Regions from separate parts of the Sus scrofa genome. Here regions 2 and 3 are each linked to region 1. The links are chromatin contacts, called in public HiChIP or PLAC-seq maps. All regions are on one chromosome and are shown on one strand. Each heading gives the region's core, a stretch centred on a gene start, on an enhancer-like site or on the middle of the called end of the contact. The rest is flanking DNA. Distances are from core to core; before and after follow the strand shown. Region 1 overlaps RAP2A (ras-related protein Rap-2a). Region 2 has its middle 130 kb from the start of IPO5. Region 3 has its middle 170 kb from the start of IPO5.

Region 1 (4,078 bases), core at 532-3,031:
CACTGCTGTGGCCTGGGTACAATCTCTGGTCTAGGAACTGAGATCCCACATCAAGCTGCTCCCCAGCCAAAAAAAAAAAGCTTAGGTCAAATTTCATCTCTTTTAAAATCTTCCTTACTTTAATAGACAGCTCATTTATCTGAATTCTTATTTACATTTTATATCGGTAAGAATCTGGGGTTCGTAGGTTTTCATTAATTTATTTCTTGAGTATCTACCAGGCACTGTGAGAGAGACTCGGAATATAAAATGAGTAAAATCCTTAGAGCTTATGTTCCACTTGAAGGAAACACTATAAACAATCCATAAAATGAGAGATTGTGCTCACTGTCTCAAGGGAAATTGATGAACATACAGTGCCTCGGGCAGGCCAGCATCACACGAGGTGATCGCAGAAAGCATCTACAGGGAGATGAAAGTAAACAGAGACTCGAGCACTGAGAGTCGAGTCAGCCATGGGGAGAAAAACAGGCATCAAAGATTTTAGAAAGAAGACAATGCAAAAGGCAGGCAGTGGCAAGGGGCTGGGCTTGCCCAAGGCACCAAAAGGAGACCTCGTGGTTACAGCATCAAGAGCACCAGCAAGGAAAGCGGGAGGGGTGACTGAGAAGGACCTGAGGCCACTATTCTAGGGAGAGGACAAATCACGGAAGGTCTCCCGGCCGGCAAGTTAGTGGGTGTGTGTACTGAGAGATCAGCATGGCGCACACACACAAAATGCCCTTGAGCGGCACAACAGAGGCAGGAAGATGGTCAGAGGACTGCAGCGCTCCAGACAGAGTCAGGGTGACTTGAACTGGGATGATGGCAAGAGCAGTGGACAGAAAGAAAGCTTCAAAGAGATTTGGGAGGCAGCACCAACAAACACATGATGACAGACTGGTTGAAGAAGAGAGCAGATAGTGGTTTTGACAAAAAAAGAGAAATCGGTCACGATTCATAGATAAACTATTGCCTTTACAAGCAGTACAGTTTTAGCTCATGACTAGGAACCCAAAACACCAAAGGGGAACGACCATGTTTCAAACGATCTCAGTTATCAAATCACTACTTCTTACTTTTAGTCTATCAATCTCTTAGCTTAAAATTTGATGATGTTTCTCTTGCAGGAGTGGCTTCTTTTCCTAAAGAAGTTTAATTTTCTAAGTATCCTACTCAGGTTATTCACTTGGTGTTTACCTTACTATTATTCCTGGATTTCTACTGATCCTTTACTGATTACCTTGGAGATGTAGACTGTTTCCAGACACAAACTTTTACTATGTAAGATAAAAATCATTTGCCAGTCAAACGTTACCTTGTGGAATTACTGCCAATAGAGAAAGAATAAGATTTTCACCTTTGCTTTTACCAAACACTTGGACATAATGTTTATTTCTAAAAGCTTGTGAATGATAATGACCCAACACTATAAATGTACTTTTTTTTTTTTTTTAGCTCTTTCCAAATTATTATTTTAGTCAAGTCTTTAAAAGTCTCCGAAAAACATGACCTCAATCAACAAGAAGCCTCAAACTCTTTTCGATCGGAGGGACAGTATGAAGAAATAAAAGCTTGTAGGTTCTTCTAGGAAGTAAAAGTAACTATTGAGTTATATTTCTCTATATGGTCTTTTCAGCCATTTTAGGATTCAAATTTCAGGACAATTTTCTAAATATCCTCCTCAGGCCATTAAAAAAAAAAGTTAAGTCTGGAAAATTCTAGTATTTCAGGGAGTGGGGCAGAAGAGAAGAGGAGGCTGAACTGGTAAAGCAGTCACTGCTCTGGCTTCATCTAGGGCAAAGGTGAACGGTACCCAATTGCCCAAAGACGACTGAAGGTTACTCAACCAATTCCTTGAAAACTATACACTCTCACAAATCATCTCATTTGAAATAAATCATCTAAATATCTGATTCATCAGTTGTTATTCTATGCACCATGCTTTTCGTGTCAAGTGTAAGAACTCTTTTGTCTAGCCCAAGATCTGAAGGTTTTCTCTAAATGTTTCATATTTTTTCGTTTTACGTTTAAGTCATGATTCATTTTCAGTTTTTGTTAAGATGTGGGGTGTAGTTTAAGCATATCTAATTGCTCCAGTTTTTTGTTGAAAGGGCTATCCTTTCTCCACTGAATTATCAAGTAACAGAAATAAGTCTAATAAAAACCATAAAAGACCTTTACAATGATAATTACAAAACAGTGCTTAGAGAAATTAAAGAAGACCTAAATAAAGAGAAGAATGTCCTGAATTTACTGATTAAAAGATTCAGTAAAGATTAACATGTCAATTCTCCACAACTGACTCATGGGTTCCATGCAATTTTAGTCAAAATGACAGGCGGTTTTTTGGTAACTCATGTGGTAACTGACAAATGGTTTTTGGAAATGCGAAGAATTCTACGGAAATGCAAAATATCTAGAATAGCCAAAGCAAATCTGCGGACAAAAACAAAGCCTGAGTATTAGATACTGGATATCAGGACTTAATTACAAAGCTATAATACAGTGTGGTTTAGACATGAGGAGAAACAGAAAAATGTAACAGAAAAGAAGGCCTAGAAACAGACCACACAAAAACATCTGCCTGATTTATGACAAAGGTACACCTACAATTCACTGGGGAGATGGTCATTTAATTAAACAGCACTAGGTTTACTGGATATCCATATGCGGAAAGAAAAAGGAGCCCTCTATTTCACACCACTTGTACAGACTGAAGATGAACCATAGAATAAAAGTCAGAAAATAAACCTTCTAGAATAAATATGAAGGATAAACTTTCATAACCTCGGAGTGGAGAAAGATGTATCAACTTCGACACAATAAAGAACTAACCATAAAAGAAAAGATTACTAAACTCGACTTCATTACAATTAAGAACTTACTGCTCATTAAAAGAAACTATTAAGGAGTTCCCGTGGTGGCTCACTGGGTTAAGAACCCGACAGAGTATCTAAGAGGATGCAGGTTCCATCCCCCGCCTCACTCAGTGAGTTAAGAATCTGGCACTGCCACAAGCTGCAGAGTAGGTCAAAAAGGTTGCTCGGTTCTGGTGTTGCTGTGGCTGTAGCACAGGCTGGGCAGCTGCAGCTCTGTTTCAACCCCTACTCCGGGAACTTCATATGCTGCAGGTGCAGCCATAAAAAGAAAAAAAAAAAAAAAAAAAGAAACTATTAAGTGAAAAGGTAAAGATGGGAAAAGGTATCTGCAAAATATATACGTGACAACGGACTTCTACCCAAAATGTATAGAACTTCTACAAAGTGTAAGAAAAAAAAACAATTTTTAAGTGGACAAAACACTTGAGTAGGTATTTTTTTTTTTTTTTTTTTTTTTTTTGGTCTTTTGACCTTTTAGGGCTGCACCCATGGCACATGGAGGTTCCCAGGCTAGGGGGTCTAATAAGAGCTGTTGCTGCCGGCCTACACCACAGCTCACGGCAACACCGGATCCCTTAATCCACTGAGCAAGGCCAGGGATCGAACCCGCAACCTTATGGTTCCTAGTCGGATTCGTTTCCGCTGTGCCACGACGGGAACACCCCCTTTTTTTGAGTAGGTTATTTCTTAACAGAAGATGTGAAAGCATTAAGCACATGAAAAGGTGTTCATCATTATACATCGGGGAGACAAAAGCTAAAGTCAAAATGAGGTACCACTACAATCTTAGCAGATTAGCTACAATTAAAAAAGACTGACGATATCAAATGTTGACCAGGATGTGGAACGACTGAAACTCTTTTTGGGGGAAGAGTAAATCAGTACGACTACCATGGAAGATCCTCTGGCGGTACAGCTGACCCTTGACCAACTCGAGGTGAATGTGCAGACGAGGTATAGTTGGCCCTCCTTACCTCTGGTTCCCCACAGACTGTGTAGGACTGTAGCATGAACTACTGAAAAACATCTGCGTATAAATGGACCCGCACCGTTCACACCCATAGTGGTTCAAGGGTCAACTGTATTTACTAGTGCTGAACTCGTGCATTTATAACCCAATTAATTCTACTCCGAGGTATACACCAAGAAACAGTGTACATATATGCAGCAAAAGATACGTACTAGAATGTTCACGGTGGTGTTTTATGCACCATAGC
Region 2 (4,078 bases), core at 1,073-3,572, 190 kb before region 1:
CATACAAGTTTAGGCAGTGCTGAGATGAAGAGACAGCTTCTTTCCTGGGATCTGGCTTTATTTCTGCCTGGATGCTGGCTTCACCTCCATGACAGTGTGGGGAGGTGAAGGAAGCGGATATGCAGCACATGGTGCTTAGGGTACCTTATTCCCACAGGGAATAGAAGGGAAGTGAGACAAAGCATCAGTGTCTAGTGCTTGTGCATTACCCTTGAAATTTACAAAGCCTATTGCATGAAAAACGGCCATAGGAGAGTACATGCGTGTATGTGGCGGGGTTGTGGTACAGAGAGAGAGAGAGAGAGGAGAGAGAGAGAGGAGAGGAGAGAGAGAGAGAGAGAGAGAGAGAGAGGTGGGGAGACCAGAAGCAGCAAAAGACCAGAAAGCCCTATGAATGAATTGCCTTTCAATCTAACATCTGGACGGAGCCAAGTTTTCTGTGCCCAGAAATGCCTGGTGCTTGGCATACTGGATTAAGCAAGGAAGCTCTAGCGTTAGCCTGAGTGTAGGATAACTAGGATATCTGGGAACTGAATTGTTTGGGGAAGCTTTTTGCTGCCTAGGTGGTTATGCTTGCACAAGATTCAGCTGAGATGGACTGAAGAAAATTATCTGCTGCCATTTAGGTAGTGTCCAGCCTAGAGCATCCAGGTTGCCCAGGTATTCGCCTCAGTACCCCTTCTAACTTTACGCGTTGGGTGCCTATTTTAGATGATACGCCCCATAAGACAGGGGCAATGTTTTTTGGTTTCGTGTTCCCAGGGCTTATCAGTGTGGTACCTAACATGTGTTTTGGGAGGGAAGACGGAGGCAGAGAGAGAGGGAATGTGCTAAGCTCAAGGACCTAATCGGGGCCAGCCAGTTCCTGAAGCTAGAGGTGGACAGAGTGTAAATCAGGGAAGCGGGGAATCAGGTAGTGGCAGGGAAGCAGGAAAAGCCTACATGGATGAGAGCAATGAGAGTAAGAACCAAATCCCGAAGAAAATTCAGAGATCAGGACTGGGAGAGATGAACAATGAGGCCAAGTGCAAGTTAGGATTAAGGGGTTCCTCTTTCCACCAAGGACCTTGTACAGTGTTCTGGGGGCCTTTGCCAAAGAGCCTTTGCCCCTCCTCCTGGCCAACCAGAGGGTCACTGGGAATCGGGTATTTGATAACACCGAGTGGTCCAAGGCTATCTCTACAATTCTCTTCAGCACCCCTTTCCCTGGCCTTCTTATCTCTTGTAAACTTTACATAAAGGCAAAACTGGATGAAATAAACAGCAGGGCTGCCCTTTTTTTTTTTTAATTAGACTTCCTCCTTTTTCAAAATACTTAAATTTTTTTTTTTAATTTATCTATTTATTGCTTTTTAGGGCCACACCTGTGGCATATGGAAGTTCCCAGGCTAGGAGTCGAATCAGAGCTGCAGCTGCTGGCCTACGCCACAGCCACAGCAATGCAGGATCGGAGCCGCATCTGTGACCTACACCACAGCTCACGGCAACACCTGATCCTTAACCCACTGAGCAAGGCCAGGGATGGAACCTGCATCCTCATGGATACTGGTCGGGTTTGTAACGTGCCACAACAGGCACTCCCTTTATTCGTCTTTTTTCCTCTAAAGCCATCAGGTTTCTTCTTCTGTATTTGTTACAGCGTCCTGACAGTGTCTTGCCTGTAATGAGTTCTTCAGGAGCTCGAGTTTAAGAAACACTCTGTGTCCCCGAGGAAAATGCTATGGAGACCACACTCGTTCCTGCTTCCTTTCAGGCCAAGCGACATCTACAAGGCAGCTTCACTTTTAGGAAGATACCCTCTAAGGTGGAATTTCATCCTCTTCTCCTCCAGAGGAGTTGCCCTTCTGTTTGGAGCTGGGAGCTTATAGGAAAAAATATGTCCCAAGGATATTGTCTAGGTCTAAAGTAGGTGCTGGGCAAAGGATGCTGAGGTATCAGGGCCAGTGAGCGAAGCCAAGCTGAAAGTGAAAGGGAGAAAGAGGAATGTGGCCAAAGGGATACCAGAGGCCAAGCAGGTCAGTAGGTGAGTGGACAGTGTTCTGGAATGTTCCAGAGACGCGGTTTCTGTGTTTATTGCTAACTTTCCTTCTGTTCACATTTGAGGAGATCTAAAGAGGTCAGCACAGAGGTAAAGCTTCCATTTCTCAGGAAGGGATCAGGAGAGAGTGTGACTTCCCTTTGGCTTAAACTGCCTGGCATGCATACAGAGAATGGGTCGTGGCTAAACCCCTCCCATCCTTGGAAGAGTACAGACTGTGCATGACTTTGCAAAATCACTACTGCTATTTCAGGGACTGCCCAAAGGTAGCCATCGAACCTGTTTGTACAGAGAAAAATGAGTATTTCAGAACAGGAAATGCCATCCTGTGCACAGAGGGTAGTAATTCGGGAGCCTGAAGGGCTTGACGCAATGCAGTAAGTTGTTTTTAGGAAAAATTCAATTTAGTGTCTATTGATGTCACAACCAAATATATGCCTGTTGCTGAGTACTCTCTGACTTTTGTCCGTGAAGATGGAGAGAACGCTCTTGAAGAGACGCAAAGAGCTTTGTACTGATGTTGCCTAGCAACCAAAACCTCATGTTTTTTCAATTTGTGGCTTTTAGAAATTCTACATCGTGTTACATTAATCTGAGCCTAAGGCCTCCAGTTCCTGTTTTTGTGTTTAATGGTTGCGTAAACACGCAAGAAGATGGAAATAATTCCTTTGGGTGTTTAACTTCCTCACTGGGCAATAGGGTCTAGGAGCAATTGTCATCAACTTGAAAAGTATGTACAAATTGGGTAGAAAGGAACCATCTGGGACAATCCCGAGCAACTGTCCCCCCAGCTGAGGATCAGCTTCACTGGTCCTGTATGAAGGCGAGGGACACAGGAACCTCTTTCCTTCCTGGCCATGACTTCTCTGGTTCTGGCCCTCAATCCATGGGTGCTGTATCTTCATCAGCCCATCCATATCCTCTCTGTTTTCAGCTGACTGGTCCCTTTTCTTAAGGACTTGGCCTGGTAGTGCCTACACTGACTCCTCTGTAATTTTAAAGCATGGTTCTAGAGTGATAATTCAGGAGACTTGAGTTCTCACCTTTGAGTTCTCTCTGCCATTAACTTGCTGACTGATCTTGAGCAAGTTGCTTGGTGCATCAGTTAAGACAAGTAAACTGGGTGGCAAGACCAAATAAATCCTGAAATCTCTGTGGCTTGATACCTCAAAAGTTAGTTTTTTGCTTATATGAAGTTTGCATTGGCACCTCCTCGGGGCAGGGTTTTTTTTTGTTGTTGTTGTTGTTGTTGTTTTGGCTGCACCTACAGCCTGCAGAAGTACCAGGGCCAGGGATCAAACCAGCTCCAGAACAGTGACCCTAGCCACAACAGCGACCTGCAGTGACAATGCTGGATCCTTAACCTGCTAGGCCACTAGGGAACTCCCAGGAAGCTTTTATACTGAGGTTCTACCATCTCAACGTGGGGGTCACTCAGGGGAAAAAGAGATGGAGAGAGCATATTAGCTCTTCACTAATTTAGCCAGGAAGTGACATGTCACGTCTACTCATGGAACATGGGTCAAAACAGGTGACATGGCCACAACATATCTTCGGGAGAGGATGGCAAACGCAGAACATCTGGAATGTTTGGTGAGCTGAAGCTGTTGCTTCCACTCTTGGCATCTTTGAGTCTCAGTCTAGTCATCTGCAAAATGACAGGATTGGACTAGATAATGCCTAAGGGCCCTTTTATAGCTCTAAGGATCTAGGAGGCTATGACTAATGGCACTGCCATGATTTCAGAGTAAGTATTCAAACTTGTGCTCTAAGCATGGTTCTATTTTTAAAAGGAATAGATTAGCATTATCTCCACCCACTCACTTTATTGTCCTAAATTTAATAGTCTCTTTTCTTTAACCAGGAAAAAAAATTTTCTCATTTTTAGAAAAAAATCAGGCAAATTAGAAAGAAGTATTTCTCTAGGCTAACCTTCTTTAAAAACAAATTCTTCACTTGGAAGAATTTAATAAAATTGTAATCATTTATTGTTCTAACTACTTCTTAAGCGGATGATGAAAAAAAGCTACAGTGTGTACA
Region 3 (4,078 bases), core at 897-3,396, 150 kb before region 1:
TGATGGGAGGGGGAGGGAGTGGGAGGGATCGGGAGCTTGGGCTTATCAGACACAACCTAGAATAGATTTACAAGGAGATCCTGCTGAATAGCACTGAGAACTTTGTCTAGATACTCATGTTGCAGCAGAACAAATGGTGGGGGAAAAAATGTAATTGTAATGTATACATGTAAGGATAACCTGACCCCCTTGCTGTACAGTGGGAAAATAAAAAAAATATATTAAAAAAATAAAATAAAATAAAATAAACAATTCTAGTTAGCAAAGAAATTATGAATAAAAATATATTTGCATTTTTAAAAAAAATTGTAAACACCCTTTTAATTGTCGTTTGCCTTCAGAATGCACTAAGAAAGATGTCAGGGTCAGGAAAAAAGAAACATAAGTCAGATGTAATTCCTGCCTTCTAGGAATCTTCAGTTAAATGGTACAAGCTTGCTGCCTCTCCTTTCTTATACTGAAGAAACAGGAAGCGTTGTTTGAATTGAAGCCATATTTCTCTCCCTCAATCTCTGATACCAAACTTCCCTTCTCTTTTTGACCCATCACCAGATATTGTGTATATTTGGGCAAAGTATTTTTTCCGCCAACATTTAAAATACAATTCAGATCTCAAATCAGTGACTGCTTCACTGCTGTTGGGTTTTTAAAAAGCAGCAGGCTGGGTTCAGTAGACCATTTGTAATCAACAGCATCTTTGCTTTACCTGAGAAGAGAACAGTGCCAAGCCACCCCTTCCGCGTGTCAGTAGGTGGCAGTCTGGCTTTGCATGCACTGTGTGCCTGGGATCAAGTGGGATTCAGACATTCACATGCTGTCGACAGTCCCATCATCAGCCTTTTCAGATCTTTCTAGACCTAAAATCAAAGAATTCTCCAAACCTGAAAGCATAAACGTGATGACAACCATTTCAGGAAACTCGTAGTTTCTTTTAACGGAGGTTTGGGAAGAATCTTATTAGGACTCAGGTCCCCTAAGCATGTGATGGGCAGGCCCAGCTCTGCCTGGTCTAGACAGAGTGCTTGCTGGATGCCCTCGCAGGTCCACCTCACCCGGACCAGGTGCCCAAAACAGGCCTCTGGTTCCTACCTGAAGGGCAGGCTTTTCCTATTTCTTGCTCCTATCCGAGAATTCAAATAGCTGTCCTGCTCCAGCAATTTTCAATCTCCCTAAGATAGCAGCAGTTGTGATGAAAGGATCACAGGGTCCTGATACAACTGCCTTCACTGAGATGCCAATAATAGGGCATTTGTAAAGATGGCGGACAAGTTTCCCTGGGAATTATCTTTGAAAAATGGGCTTGCTAAGAAAACAACCCCTAAACGTGAAATTATGGGAAGCCTGTTGCATTAAAGGAACTAAAAATCATATACAATCATAGGCTATTGCATGAATGACACCATTGTCTGAATCAAGCGGTACCAGAGAACATTCTTTCTATGAACTGAGTCAGATTCTATAGGATCCGCAAGTCCAAGGCAGTGGTACTCTCAAGTTTCTCTATGTCCTAGAAAGAATAAGAGCCTTTTTTTTTTTTTTTTTTTTTTTTTTTTTGCTTTTTAGGGCTGTGCTTGTAGCATATGGAAATTCCCAGGCTAGCAGTCAAATCAGAGCTGTAGCTACCGCACCAGATCTAAGCTGTATCTGCAACCTACACCACAGCTCATGGCAATGCAGGATCCTTAATCCACTGAGGGAAGCCAAGGATTGGACCTACATCCTCATGGATACTAGTCGGGTTCATAACCCACTGAGCTACAATGGTTTTTTTGTTTGTTTGTTTGTTTGGTTTTTTTTTTTTGGCCATTCCTGTGGCATGTGGAATTTTCTGGGGCCAGTGATTGAACCCATGCTACAACAGTGACAACACCCATCCTTAACCTGCTGAGCCACCAGGGAACTCCAAGATAACCTTTCTTCTGACATTTATACCATATTATGTTTAACTTGCAGTATCACAATTTCTTTAATTAGGTAGATTAACTAAATTAATTTTACTCCATTTGGAGATCTAACTAATTTGGTTAGTTTGACTAAATGAGTTTTACCCTTCTAGTTTCATAGAGAAGGAACTGATATAATTATCCAATGACTTTCCTCATCACAAGATGTTGGGTCCATTTCCTCTTTTTTTTCCTTTCAGGCAACCACTAATTGGTGAGTGCCAAATAATAAGCTTTAGGAAGTACCAGAAACTCTTTAAACAAGCCACTGGAAGCCACTCTTCATTTCTTTTCGTCAGAGATGAGTGTCTACATCCTGGAATTAAAGTGGAACTAGAAGGAGTCTGTCCCCATCCAGTAGAGTGACGAGAAGGGTTCCAGGAGGGCATCTGCACAGAAGTCTCTCCTCCGTGATCTCAGACTTTTGACATTCAGCCTTTGAGATGGCCTGGACATACTCTCAGTCTTTATAGTTTCATTCATATCAGGCAAATATTTCTGTGGACCGTAAATTAGAGCCTTAATGCAGTTACCACTCCCTTTCCAAAGAAGAAAGCCAGCCAGGGGCTCCATCAAGAAATGTGCCCAGCAGACACTTTCAGGGAGGAGCAGTACCAGGGAGAAGGGCAAGAGAGAGGAGATGATGATTAACCAAGTCCTCCCATGCCCCCCGCCAGGCTCCTGGGACCTGGCCCTGCCCCCTCTCCACCCACACCTCCCGTTATTCTCCCCGTGTCTTCCTGGCTTCTCTGAACACCTGCTCCTCTTAGGGCATGTCCAGTAGCTACTCCTGGGAGCTTCTTTCCCAAGACATCATCACCAGTTGACTTTGTTATGAGTGGCTCAACTCCAATTTCACCACCTCTGAAAGGCCTCTTCCTTGATCACCAACCTCACGTTGCCTGCTTTCCACATCTACTTCATGTTGCTCTTTTTTTAAATTGTCTTTTTAGGGCCACACCCAAGGCATATGGAGGTTCCCAGGCAAGGGGTCAAATTGGAGCTATAACCGCTGGCCTACACCACAGCCATGACACAGGATCCTTAACCCACAGAGCGAGACCAGGGATCGAACCTGCGTCCTCATGGATACTAGTCAGATGTGTTTCTGCTGAGTCACGATGGGAACTCCTTCCACGTCCACTCCAGTCACTTCATTGTTTCATCCTGGATGATTTTCTCACCAGCACTTAACACTTTCCGAAATGATCTCCTTTGCTCATTGAGTTACTTGTTTATTTGCTGTCTTCCCTCACTAAACTCTGTTTTATGATGAGGCTTCTTTTTTTTTTTTTTTACTATGAGATTTTGTTTTGCTAAGGCTGGGGTCCCCTCATCCTCATTCCCTTGGAATCTCCTAGCATTGACTAGGCATTCAAGGAATGTTTATTTATCGAATGGATAAGTGAAGAAAAAAAAAAAAAACACATAAACTTGGTTATGTAAGATGTGGCTTTGCCTGTTGGAATCAGTAACACGAGACTGTCAAGCCGAGCGAGCCCGCCACAATTTCATGTACGCTGGCAGGAGACCCGAGACGCCTAGGTGTGAGATAAAGCACAGTGTATCATTCACAGAAGCAGCAGTAACCAGAGTATCAACATTTCCTGTAGGTTCCCAAGCCTCCACGTCCACGGGGGAACATACAGAGGGCCAGGTAGCATCTGCACAGGCAGCAGTGCATTACTGGAGAGGAATCCTGAACGTAGGGAACCCAATCTTTTATAATGGGCTGTAAGCCAGCCTGATCATTGCTGGGGGCGGGGGGGATGTATTACCTTTATTATACCGGATGCTCACCAAACCTGCCCTTTGCTCCAGAGGGAGACACTGCTTCTATATTCACGGCTATTCTTTCCAAATTGTTTGATTGTACAGAGACGTTGAAAAGACAGCCCAGAACAAAGGCAGTCATGCCTCTGCTCAGAAGATGCTCAGAAATGTGGGAAACCCAAGGGGAACGGTCTTCTCCTTGCAAAGCTTGTCTTCCTTGTCTGTGTTTCACTACCAATTCCTTTATCCTCTCCTCCCCATCACCACCATCCTGAGAAAAACTCAGATAATATTAGAGCCCTTCATACACATGACTTTCTTTGGAGAAATAGCCTATCAATAAGTCAACCCATCCCGACTGA

What was found. HiChIP or PLAC-seq counts read pairs in DNA pulled down with a chosen protein or histone mark.
Region 2: an H3K27ac HiChIP or PLAC-seq map of alveolar macrophages shows a contact between it and region 1. The contact joins two enhancer-like sites. A contact is called at or near these places in 1 of 47 Hi-C or Micro-C datasets (epiblast stem cells) and 1 of 2 datasets of contacts at active chromatin or transcription factors (alveolar macrophages).
Region 3: an H3K27ac HiChIP or PLAC-seq map of alveolar macrophages shows a contact between it and region 1. The contact joins two enhancer-like sites. A contact is called at or near these places in 1 of 47 Hi-C or Micro-C datasets (fetal heart ventricle) and 1 of 2 datasets of contacts at active chromatin or transcription factors (alveolar macrophages).

What each region holds. Positions count from the first base shown.
Region 1 is chr11:66,700,469-66,704,546 of Sscrofa11.1, reverse strand. All of the region lies in intron 1 of RAP2A (ras-related protein Rap-2a), which reads right to left. Among named protein-coding and RNA genes, the nearest start is that of RAP2A, 23 kb to the right of the region's middle. Within about 2 kb of position 1,781, at least 2 of the 83 cell types and tissues checked have an H3K27ac peak or open chromatin away from gene starts, as enhancers often do. A contact at or near this core is called in alveolar macrophages, where this site is marked.
Region 2 is chr11:66,889,290-66,893,367 of Sscrofa11.1, reverse strand. No RefSeq gene overlaps it. Among named protein-coding and RNA genes, the nearest start is that of IPO5, 130 kb to the left of the region's middle. Within about 2 kb of position 2,322, at least 4 of the 83 cell types and tissues checked have an H3K27ac peak or open chromatin away from gene starts, as enhancers often do. A contact at or near this core is called in alveolar macrophages, where this site is marked.
Region 3 is chr11:66,847,194-66,851,271 of Sscrofa11.1, reverse strand. No RefSeq gene overlaps it. Among named protein-coding and RNA genes, the nearest start is that of IPO5, 170 kb to the left of the region's middle. Within about 2 kb of position 2,146, at least 4 of the 83 cell types and tissues checked have an H3K27ac peak or open chromatin away from gene starts, as enhancers often do. A contact at or near this core is called in alveolar macrophages, where this site is marked.